2 separate regions of the Rattus norvegicus genome follow, and region 2 is linked to region 1. A link is a contact called in public Hi-C data. All regions are on one chromosome and are shown on one strand. The core of a region is the stretch at or near the end of the contact, and the rest is flanking DNA. Distances in the headings are between cores, read along the strand shown.

Region 1 (4,782 bases), core at 490-2,989:
GAGGGCCCCAGTGAGATCTTCATTTGGCTTCTGTTTGGGTAATTCACCTGCTGGTCATCTCTTTTCTCTTGATTTCTAGAATGCTAGGAACACGTGGACCATATCTCGGGTGGTACTTTTCCACAAGAATATTGGTCTAGCTGGTGGGTAGCCGGAGACTCAAGTTCACAGTGACCAGAGTGAAAGAAACAGTTACCCAGCATCCTTAGGACCATCCTAGCCTGCTAACCGGATGAGAAAAACCTATTTTCAGGTGACAAGATGTCACAGAGTAAGAAATACAGGAACAGATGCTAAGTGGGGTAGGTTTGAGTTCTGTGGTCATTTCCAATTGTGGGGAAATTTTATCATGTACTCAGGGTGTTGTGTGTGTGTGTGTGTGTGTGTGTGTGTGTGTGTGTGTGTGTGTGTGTGTGTGTGTGTGCATGTTGCGTGTGAGGGTGCAGGCCAGTGTGCATGCTGTAGGTGAGGGTTTAACCTGTGCCAGCCAGAGAATCACCTCAGGTACTGTTCTTCAGGCAACTTCTACCTTGGCTTTTTTTTTTGGTTCTTTTTTTCGGAGCTGGGGACCGAATCCAGGGCCTTGCGCTTCCTAGGCAAGCGCTCTACCACTGAGCTAAATCCCCAACCCCTCTACCTTGGCTTTTGTAACAGGCTCTCTCATTGGCCTGGACTGCAGGAGCAGACTAGGCTGGCTGGGCCTGTGAGCTCTAGAGCTCTTCCTGTCTCTGCCTCCCCAGCTCTAGTATTACAGTCGGCCTGTTTTGTTTCGAATCTGAGTTCTCCAACTCAGGTCCTCATGCTTTCAAAGTAGTACTTTACTGACTGAGCCGTGTCGTGTCGTGTCCCCCACCTGACTCCCTCACACCGTGCACCCTTTCTAAAAGTAAGTTTAGTAGTACAGTGCCAAGAGCGCGGCAGACGTGTCCGTAACAGAGCCTGCCTAAGATCTATTCTTCCGTAAGAGGCTAATACCTGCTCTATAGAGATGGCTCTGGTATATTAAAGGTGCTAAACTGGATTTGTCACATTGTCACTCAGCTACAGCATTTTGCATTCAATAAGCCACTTGGGCGTGTATTCTCATACTTCTCACCTTCATGGACTGGGAGATCTACTGCACCTACTTTATTTTGTAGAACAAAGTGAGAACTAGGTAGGCAGAAGTGGTTTGAAGTTGCAGAGCAAAGTGACAGGTGTTTGGCTCACCCGACAGTGGCCTCTCAGAATTAGTTCCCAAACTCAGGATGCAAGCTTCACTCAAAGACCTATCAGTCGGGGTGAGCTGAAGCCTATGACTCACTCTCCCCCACCCGACTTTCGGTTCTGCTTAGGACACAGCGTGAAGGGACAGAACTATCTACAACTTGAGGGGTGTCCACATAAAGTTCATAGGCTCGGCCTGTTCCTTACATAAAAAATACTGGATGCCTGGATTCTAATAAAAATAATTTGTCTTTCAACACATGTTAGACGAGGTCTTTCATTTACTAAGCTGATTATTTTTGTACTCTAACTTGGGCGTCGATTTACCTTTATTCCCATCTCCACTTCACTTGGTTTGCCCTCGCCTCTGTTTACTCCGATTGCGGAAGTCGCTCGGGTGGAGTTCCCGGGACACTACCTTTGAATACGTCTTTTGCGTACTTATTTAATTGGCATTGGATTCAGACCAATGGGATAGGTGGAAGACCAGGGCCGGTGGGACAGGGAGCCAATCAGAACGGTTGGCGGGGTGTGGCTGCGTCCCGGGGCGGGGAAATCGTGTAATGGCGGACTCAGGCCGGTGGAGTGCGGTTGGGGGCGTAGCGCGCTGAGGGGGGCGTCCGGCTGTGTAGCAGCCCGCAAAGCGGTGGGCTGGAGCGTACTCCGTGGGGACAGGGACCGGCTGCCCAGCCCTTCATGTCGTTGAGGGCGACTGCGCGAAGTCAGGTGAGCAACAAGTCCCCCTGGGCGCGCCCCGCTTGAGACGCGAGCGCCTGCCCGGCCGCCCCTGCAGGGTCCCAGGGCGTCCTGTGTCTGCTCTGACTGCCGCTCTTAGGGGCAATCGGGCTGTCAGCTCTGTGGCGACACCTCGGGGGTGATGGTGACCCAGACTGCCCTTTGGAGACTAGGGAGGGTCGGCGAAAGTGTGACGACCTGTGGCCCTGCCACCAACCCACTGTGTGCTCTTGAGCAAATCACTTCCGTCTTTGGGCCTCAGTTTACCATTTGTAAAAAAAGACTTCACCGAAGGATGTGAAGGATGTGAATTGGGTCCCAGCAGCTCCCCGAGCTCTTGGACAAGTTCTTCTCCAGGCTGAGCCTCAGTTTCCATATTTGGACCATAAAGTAATTGAAGAGCTTTTCGAGGACCCTGGCTGCTAAGCTGGGAGTAGGACACTATATAATGTGTGAGCGTGTGCACGTGTGCCCAGAATGGGCCCTAAAGAGAGAGGAGCCTTGGTTTATGGGCCACTTGTACCAAAGCCTGGGTGCTAACCAGAACGTGAGGGGGTAGGGCCAAGTCCTTTGGTCCTTTGAGATGAGAAAATTTTATACAGCCGTTCATAGATTCAGAGATGATGAGGAAATTCTTGGAGCCTTTGGGATAACTCTTGGCATTTTTAAGTCCAGCCCTGAAGAGGAAGAAAGCCAAGGGAAATGTTAATGGTTGTCCTACTATGTGCCAAACCTTAGGTATACAGCTGTCCTTGTAAGTTTGCAGGTGAGGAAGCCCAGTCTTTTTCAGGGAAGTAACTTTGCTCAGGGTGACACAGTACTGTGTGGCGCTTACTAACGTGAGGGTGTTTCCTCTGGGAAGCACCGGGGCAGGGATAAGTCACTGTTCTCTTAATAAAAGTTTGCTTTGTCATAAATGGAGGGAGGGGTCTAGCCCAGAGATCTTTGGTGTGGAGACAGGCCAGGTCTTGAGCTCAGGATTATTGATTATAAGTCCATCTCCTTTTCTCGCTCTGTGACTTAGAAAGGGCCATTTCTAAGTGTTAAAAGTCACTTTGAAGTGTGTCAGAGCAGCAGAGGATTCAGTTTGAGTCCCGGCCAGGTGTCCTGCTGAAGAAAGGTCAGCAATTTGAGTTTTGGCTCAGGGTGTCGTCATCAGGGTGTCTTTCTCTCCTCTGTAAGAAAGCTACGTTTTATTCGGAGGGGAAATTTACCCGTCTGCTAGTATAATTTCTTTGGGTTCCTTGGGGTGAAAGTTTCAATAGCCTGCCCGTGTTAGCATTTCTTTCTTTGTACTTTGCTTATCTTGTAGATGAGTGAAGGTGGTGGACTTTGAGTAGGAGTAGGCTGGGTACCTTAGCCCTTAAGTTTTCCAAACCCCAAGAACTTTGGGTTAATCAAAATAGCAGGTCCAGCTGTGGGTATTGTTCTCATATGTCAGTGTTAGGGAGGAAAATCCGAGGAGGAAGTTGCAGAGAAAGAGGGCGTTTCTTAGCTGTGCAGCCAATATGTATTTTCTTTGTTTGAAATTCTAAAACCAGAAAAGCAGCAGCTAAAGGAGGAAGGAAGGAAAGGACTTCTAAAGCCTGCTTCCTGTCAGGGAGCTGTAAGGACTGTCCCGGGCCATGTGGAAGGCTCTGCTTGCCCAGAAAAAGGCCGTTGAATTGGCTGGACATTGAGAATGCTTTTCTAGATTTTAGAATCTAGAGTGAAGTAACTTTAGGTCTTAAATCCTCCACGATGAGCAATTAAGGGACATTTCATTGAGTCCTCACTGTTGGTTCACTGTTCCCCTCATCCCTCCCAGACTTTGAGTTTTAATGCGATTGAACTCTGGGTTTTAACATAATCTGACTTTGCTACTAGAGGGTGCAAAGCCACCATCACTTGAAAAATATGTTTGCCCATTTATTTATAACTATGTTGTTAATTTCTTTTTAATGTTGCTGTTTGTTTGTTTGTTTGTTTATTTATTTATTTATTTATGTTGAGTCTGGGCTTTCCTATGTAACTCAGGCTTGCCTTGTCCCCGGTGTTTTCCTGCGTCAGACTCTCGAATGTTGGGATTACAGGCAGCAAGCATTAGCACACCCTACTCGGTTTTTGACATTTAAGGTTTCTCTTTTGAATGGTTGTGAATCATATGACCCCCATGGTAACTTCGGTTCTCAGACAGAACAACAAGTGCTCTTGCCTGCTGAGCCATCTCTCTAGCATTTTGTTTTTAATAGTCTGCATGTGTGTATATCTTTGTGCGAATGTGTGTGACTCTAGTTCCCGAGGATCTGATTTCGTCTGACAGCAGGCACGCTGCACACGCATACACGCAATACACTCAAACAGTAAATACTGTGTATAGCAAAGTTGGTTTCAGTGACTGAAAAATAGTGTTATGTAGAAAACTTTTTTTCTGTGATGTAAAACTTTTACTTTAATTAAAATGTAGACAGTGGGCGTTTTCTCTTAGGTACCAAAGTATGCATTTTAATACTCTCTCTGTACTTGTTTTTGATAAAGTAAAATTACCCCCCCCCCACCTTTTCTCTTTGTGGTGTTGCCAGTGGAACTCCATTGTTTCTGCTAAGCAGACACATTTTACAGCTGAGTTACATCACCTGTCCTCTCTGCCCTCCTCCTGTTTATAAATAATAATTTGTGGGGTTTTTTTTTCTGCTTTATTTTCTGTAGCTATTGAGAAAAGCAGTACCTTTTCTGTACACTCAAAGATTTATGTTTGCAGAATTCTAGAGCTGATGTTCCTTCAGGGTGATGCTTGGTGTAACGCAGGATAATCGCTAATAGATGGAATCTGGGTCAAAGTTTTTCTTTTCTTTCTATTTT
Region 2 (4,630 bases), core at 1,710-4,209, 36 kb after region 1:
GGTAGCTGTGATTGCTAGGTCTCTTCCCTCTCTCCTGGTGTACAGTCACATCTCCAGACTGCTGCATCTGCTTGTTCCATGGCCGCACGGTGTGTTTGTGTAGTGCCCTGAGCTGTCAGCAGAACGTTTTGCTGAATTTCCTTTTTTGTTGTTGTGCTGCAGCCTTCTGCTCCGTGGCCTTTCTCAGTTGTGTGAAGTCAGTTACTTTTTTGGCTGTTCGTTTCCAGAGAGGGAGCAGTTACTGTATAGAGAAGCTTGGAACAGGAGCGAGACACACAGAGATTAAAGTGAGTGGTTAGACAGTCGATCAGATGAGTGAGATTCCGTGGCTGATGGGCAGTTCAGCCCTAATGAACTCCTCCCTCTGTTTCACACACCTCTGTGTCTAATCTCAGAAGGCGCTTCAGTCCCTGTGAAGAGGGAGTTTGACCCCCATACCATACTTACTTCTACTATGAGCCAAGGATCTTAGTACCTACCATACTAGCTGTACCCAAAGTAGGGAAGGAAAATGGGATAAGCCTTGTATGAAAGCCAGCTGTGGACTGGGGCTGTCAGGGAGTCAGCGGAACGCCTGCTTGGTAAGCATGAAGCTGGGGGGGGGGGGTGTCAGTCTCCAGCACCACATAAACCAGACGTGGTGGCACGTGCTTGTAATCCTGGATTCTGGGAGGCAGAGGTAGATTAGGAGTTCGAGACCATCTGCCACTATCTCCCCATTGTGAGGTTGAGCGCTCTTTGCCCTACCGAGCTTGTTTTGTAGTTGTTGGAGAACTCAGGTCCTCATGCTCTGTCTCCAGCCCTGAGTCAGGGCATTGTCATGCATACCTGTAATGTATCTTGACTGTATTCCCTTCCATACATGCGTGTAAAGTGTCTTGATCATATTCCCTTCCCTTTCCCCTTTCTTATTTCTTTCACACTTGATTGATTGCCTCCCTATTTTTTTTTTAAATTTATTTATTTTATGTATGTGAGTACACTATCACTCTCTTCAGACACACCAGAAGAGGGCATCAGATCTCATTACAGATGGTTGTGAGCCACCATGTGGTTGCTGGGAATTGAACTCAGGACCTCTGGAAGAGTAGTCGGGTGCTCTTTTTTTTTTTTTTTTTCGGAGCTGGGGACCGAACCCAGGACCTTGTGCTTCCTAGGCAAGCGCTCTACCACTGAGCTAAATCCCCAACCCCTTAGTCGGGTGCTCTTAACCACTGAGCCATCTCTCCAGCCCTGCCTCCCTATTTCTAGTTAGTCCTTCTACTACTTTAATGTCTTAAACGTTTATTTTCCCCTGGCATGATGGTACACATACCTTTAATTCCAGCACTCAGAAGGCAGAGGCAGGAGAATCTGAGTTCCAGCCCAGCCTGGTATGCATAGTGAGTCCCAGGCCAGCCAAGACTATGTAGAGAGAGACCTTGTCTCCAAAAATACTTTTGTAAACATTTATTTGGGTGGGTGGGGGTGTGTGCGCGTGTCATGGCACACGTGGGAGTGTGTGAGGCTTCAGCCGCCAGTGCAGATAGTAGTTGTGGGGCTCCAGCCCCTGCTGGTGTGAGACCCAAACGAGCACAGACAGGTCATTCCTGGAAATTAGCATTCCATACCACTTCCTGCCTCCACTGGCTCGTGCCCTCTTTCTTTTTTTTTTTTTTTTTTTTTTTCTTTTTTTGGTTCTTTTTTTTGGAGCTGGGGACTCGTGCCCTCTTTCTAAAACAGTGTTCTGAGCATGGATGGGGTTCTTGTGTAATTTAATGTTTAATTGATGGTGACAGCTGAAAGGAATCTGGTCTCCACAAACGTTAGGAAAAAGACTCTTCTGTTGATGAGGGAAACTATTCATTATATATTTATTTAATTAAGGCTAACTTAGGAACTTAGGGCCCGGTGTGGCTGCATATAACTTTACTCCAGTCACTCAGGACAGAGGCAGATGGATCTCTGAGAGTTCAGGCCAGCCATGAGTTCCATAGCGAAACCCTGGCTCAAAACCAAAACAGACAAAAAGGTGCTGATTTAGGTGATGGGCAGCTTTAAGCATTTCACACCATACCATTTTGTCAATATAAATATTATTGGAAATTAACGTTAGACTAGAAATGTAAACTTTCTGTTTGTAACTGAAAATCATTAGTGACAATATTCTACATCTTTTGATGTACAAGTGACTTTGTGAAAAGGAACTGGGACAAAATAGAGATACAAGAAATACTCTATGATTAAATCTTTTTTTCAATTAAAAAATAAAAAAAATAAAAGGAATGAGAGAACTAAATGTTTTTTCCAGAGCTGAGAATACGAGTCTTGGTTCCATATAGCATCTCCTGAGAATCTTTTTTTTTTTTTTACAGTTAAACTAACCAAACAGACTAAAATTTTATTCCCAATTTCCAGTCATCATTAGATTAAGAATTAGGATCCAGGTTTCTAACTCACAATATAAATGCATTATCTTTTGGGAAACCAGGTGGATCCTGCTCTCCTGAAAATGAGCCTAATTTTGGTGACTTATTGGGGGAAATTTCTAGAAGGAGATAATCCCCCAATCTTGATTTTAAGAGCAAAGCAGTGACTCAGGCTCAAAGAGTAATAAGGTAAGGATGAGAGGTGGGCTCGCCTCCAAAGAATAGGAGAACGTGGGGAATTAGCAAGTATGAATGGCTCCTGGTCATACAGTGTGCACACGGAGTATACTACTACAATTTAGAAATCCTGTTTCCTAGGTGTCTGAGGGCCGAATTAAAACAGGAAGCTTCTTTATGTTGACTGCATTTAGGCCAAAGGACATTCCTTTATCAAGTTGGAGATTTCTCTTGGTCTTAGATCCTAAGTTCTCTTGCTTGGTTTTCATAAACGTGCTTTCTCTGTCCACCGCGGAACGTTTCTATCCTGCCGTCTCTGTTGGACATTGTTTCAGTCACCCAGCCTGATTTGTCAGTAATGCCTTGTGTTTGGAAAGAGTGACTAAATTTGTCAGCTCAGCCCCACCCTGTGTGTGCAGGAAGTGGGGGGTGTGCCTTAGCCTTTGAGGAAGTTTTCTTCCTTGTCCTCACCTCACAGTATGGAGACTGCTGTATTCAACAGTTGTGCTTTTTGAGAGAAAGGGAGAAGTCGGTGTGTGTGTGCGTGCGTGTGCGCCATGCACACAGTCTCACAGTTATACACAGGTGTGAATCCTCATGTGGGTGCTGGGTGTCAAACTCAGGTCCTTTGGAAGAGCAGCAAATGCTCTCAACCACAAAGCCACCTCTCCTGCCCCCTGTTGCACTTTTGCACTTTAAATATCTTACTGTCCAGTCTGGACTGTGCTGGTGACTGTGTTGCTTGAAGTCAGGTGGCTTTTCAGTGGACATTGGTTTCTGGAGGGAAGTGGGTATGGAGACAGGGTCTTAGGTAGCCAAGGATGACCTTGGATTCTTACCTCTGCCTTCTGCATTATAGGCCTGTGTCTGAACTCAGCTACTAAAACATTAAATCTGATGAAATGCACAATTTTAAGCAAAGCCTTTTGCAAGAGGAAACTACAAAGTGAACTGGTTTGCCCCTTTCAAAGCTCTGTTAACTGGGCAGTGAGGAAAGCTGAAGTGAAAGCAGAAGCTGTAGTTACCCAGACCCAGTGTCCCCACATGTCCCGTCCCCTTCTGCTGTTTAGAGAGGAACTGCCTTGAGAAACCTTTCCCTGCAATGCTTACGGCCGTGGCTCCCGCACACTTGCCTTCTGAATGTGACACAGAGATCTGCAGCCGTTATCAGGGTAGCATTGCTTGTTCATTATCAACAGCTCAAAGTGACTATCAGTGCTGCTACGGGCAATGAACAGGACTGCAGAGTGTGGCGTAGGGACCTGCTGCTGCTGCTGCTGCTGCTTCTCACATGCAACATTCCTCCACCCTAACCTCACCACCTCACCAGTCACCCCATAACTACCCCATGGTGTTGGCACCAGGATTGTGGAAGTTCAGAAATCAAAAGTTGGGCTTTTCCCTGAGCCAATGTGGCATGTAAACACTCCCTGTAAACTGTAGTGTGCACACTTGAAGCTCCTCATCTGAGGGCTCTGAAAGACCCTGTCCTCCAGCCTCACATCAACATGTGAATCCCATCATGGCATCGGCATCCAGACTGCCTTGTGTGGATGCCAGGAACTGAATTTAGATCCCAGTACAAGAACAGTGCATACTCTTAACCTCTGGCCATCTTTCTAGCCCAGTTTTGTACTCGTTTGATCCTATCCTCTCCCAGTACCTTCTCGTATTTTAGGAGGAATTCCTCCCTCAGCTTGCCTGACAACTGCTCATCCACAGCTGGGAGACTCATGATTTATCTAAAGAGAGTGCATTCTGCTATAGAGCTGCGCTAGTTATAAAGACAAATTGAAATTTACTTCTGTAACTTTTACGTTTTTGACACTTCTAACTCATTTTCTATGTAACACTCTCAAGATAAGACCTTCTCAAGTCCTGAGGTTGGCAAACATTGTTATGTTATGCAATCTTCCTAGTCAGAAGTAATATGTGACTAGGGGCTGGAGAGAGGGCTGGAGGGTTCCTGCTAGGCTGACATAAGCACCCAGGTTCAGATCTCCAGCATCCTTGTAAAAAAGCCAGGCATGGTCGTGCATGCATGA

What was found. Hi-C and Micro-C count contacts between places; a contact is called where the count stands out from the background.
Region 2: a contact with region 1 is called in a Hi-C map of liver, with 2.3 times the contacts expected there. The contact joins the enhancer-like site here to the promoter of Wasf2 in region 1. A contact is called at or near these places in 4 of 12 Hi-C or Micro-C datasets (Schwann cells, kidney, liver and 1 more).

The regions. Positions count from the first base shown.
Region 1 is chr5:150,618,994-150,623,775 of GRCr8, forward strand. It overlaps Wasf2 (WASP family member 2), which reads left to right and starts at 1,740. Exons shown (of 9, transcript NM_001394051.1): 1 at 1,740-1,932.
Region 2 is chr5:150,653,287-150,657,916 of GRCr8, forward strand. All of the region lies in intron 1 of Wasf2 (WASP family member 2), which reads left to right. Among named protein-coding and RNA genes, the nearest start is that of Wasf2, 35 kb to the left of the region's middle. Within about 2 kb of position 2,960, at least 38 of the 93 cell types and tissues checked have an H3K27ac peak or open chromatin away from gene starts, as enhancers often do. A contact at or near this core is called in liver, where this site is marked.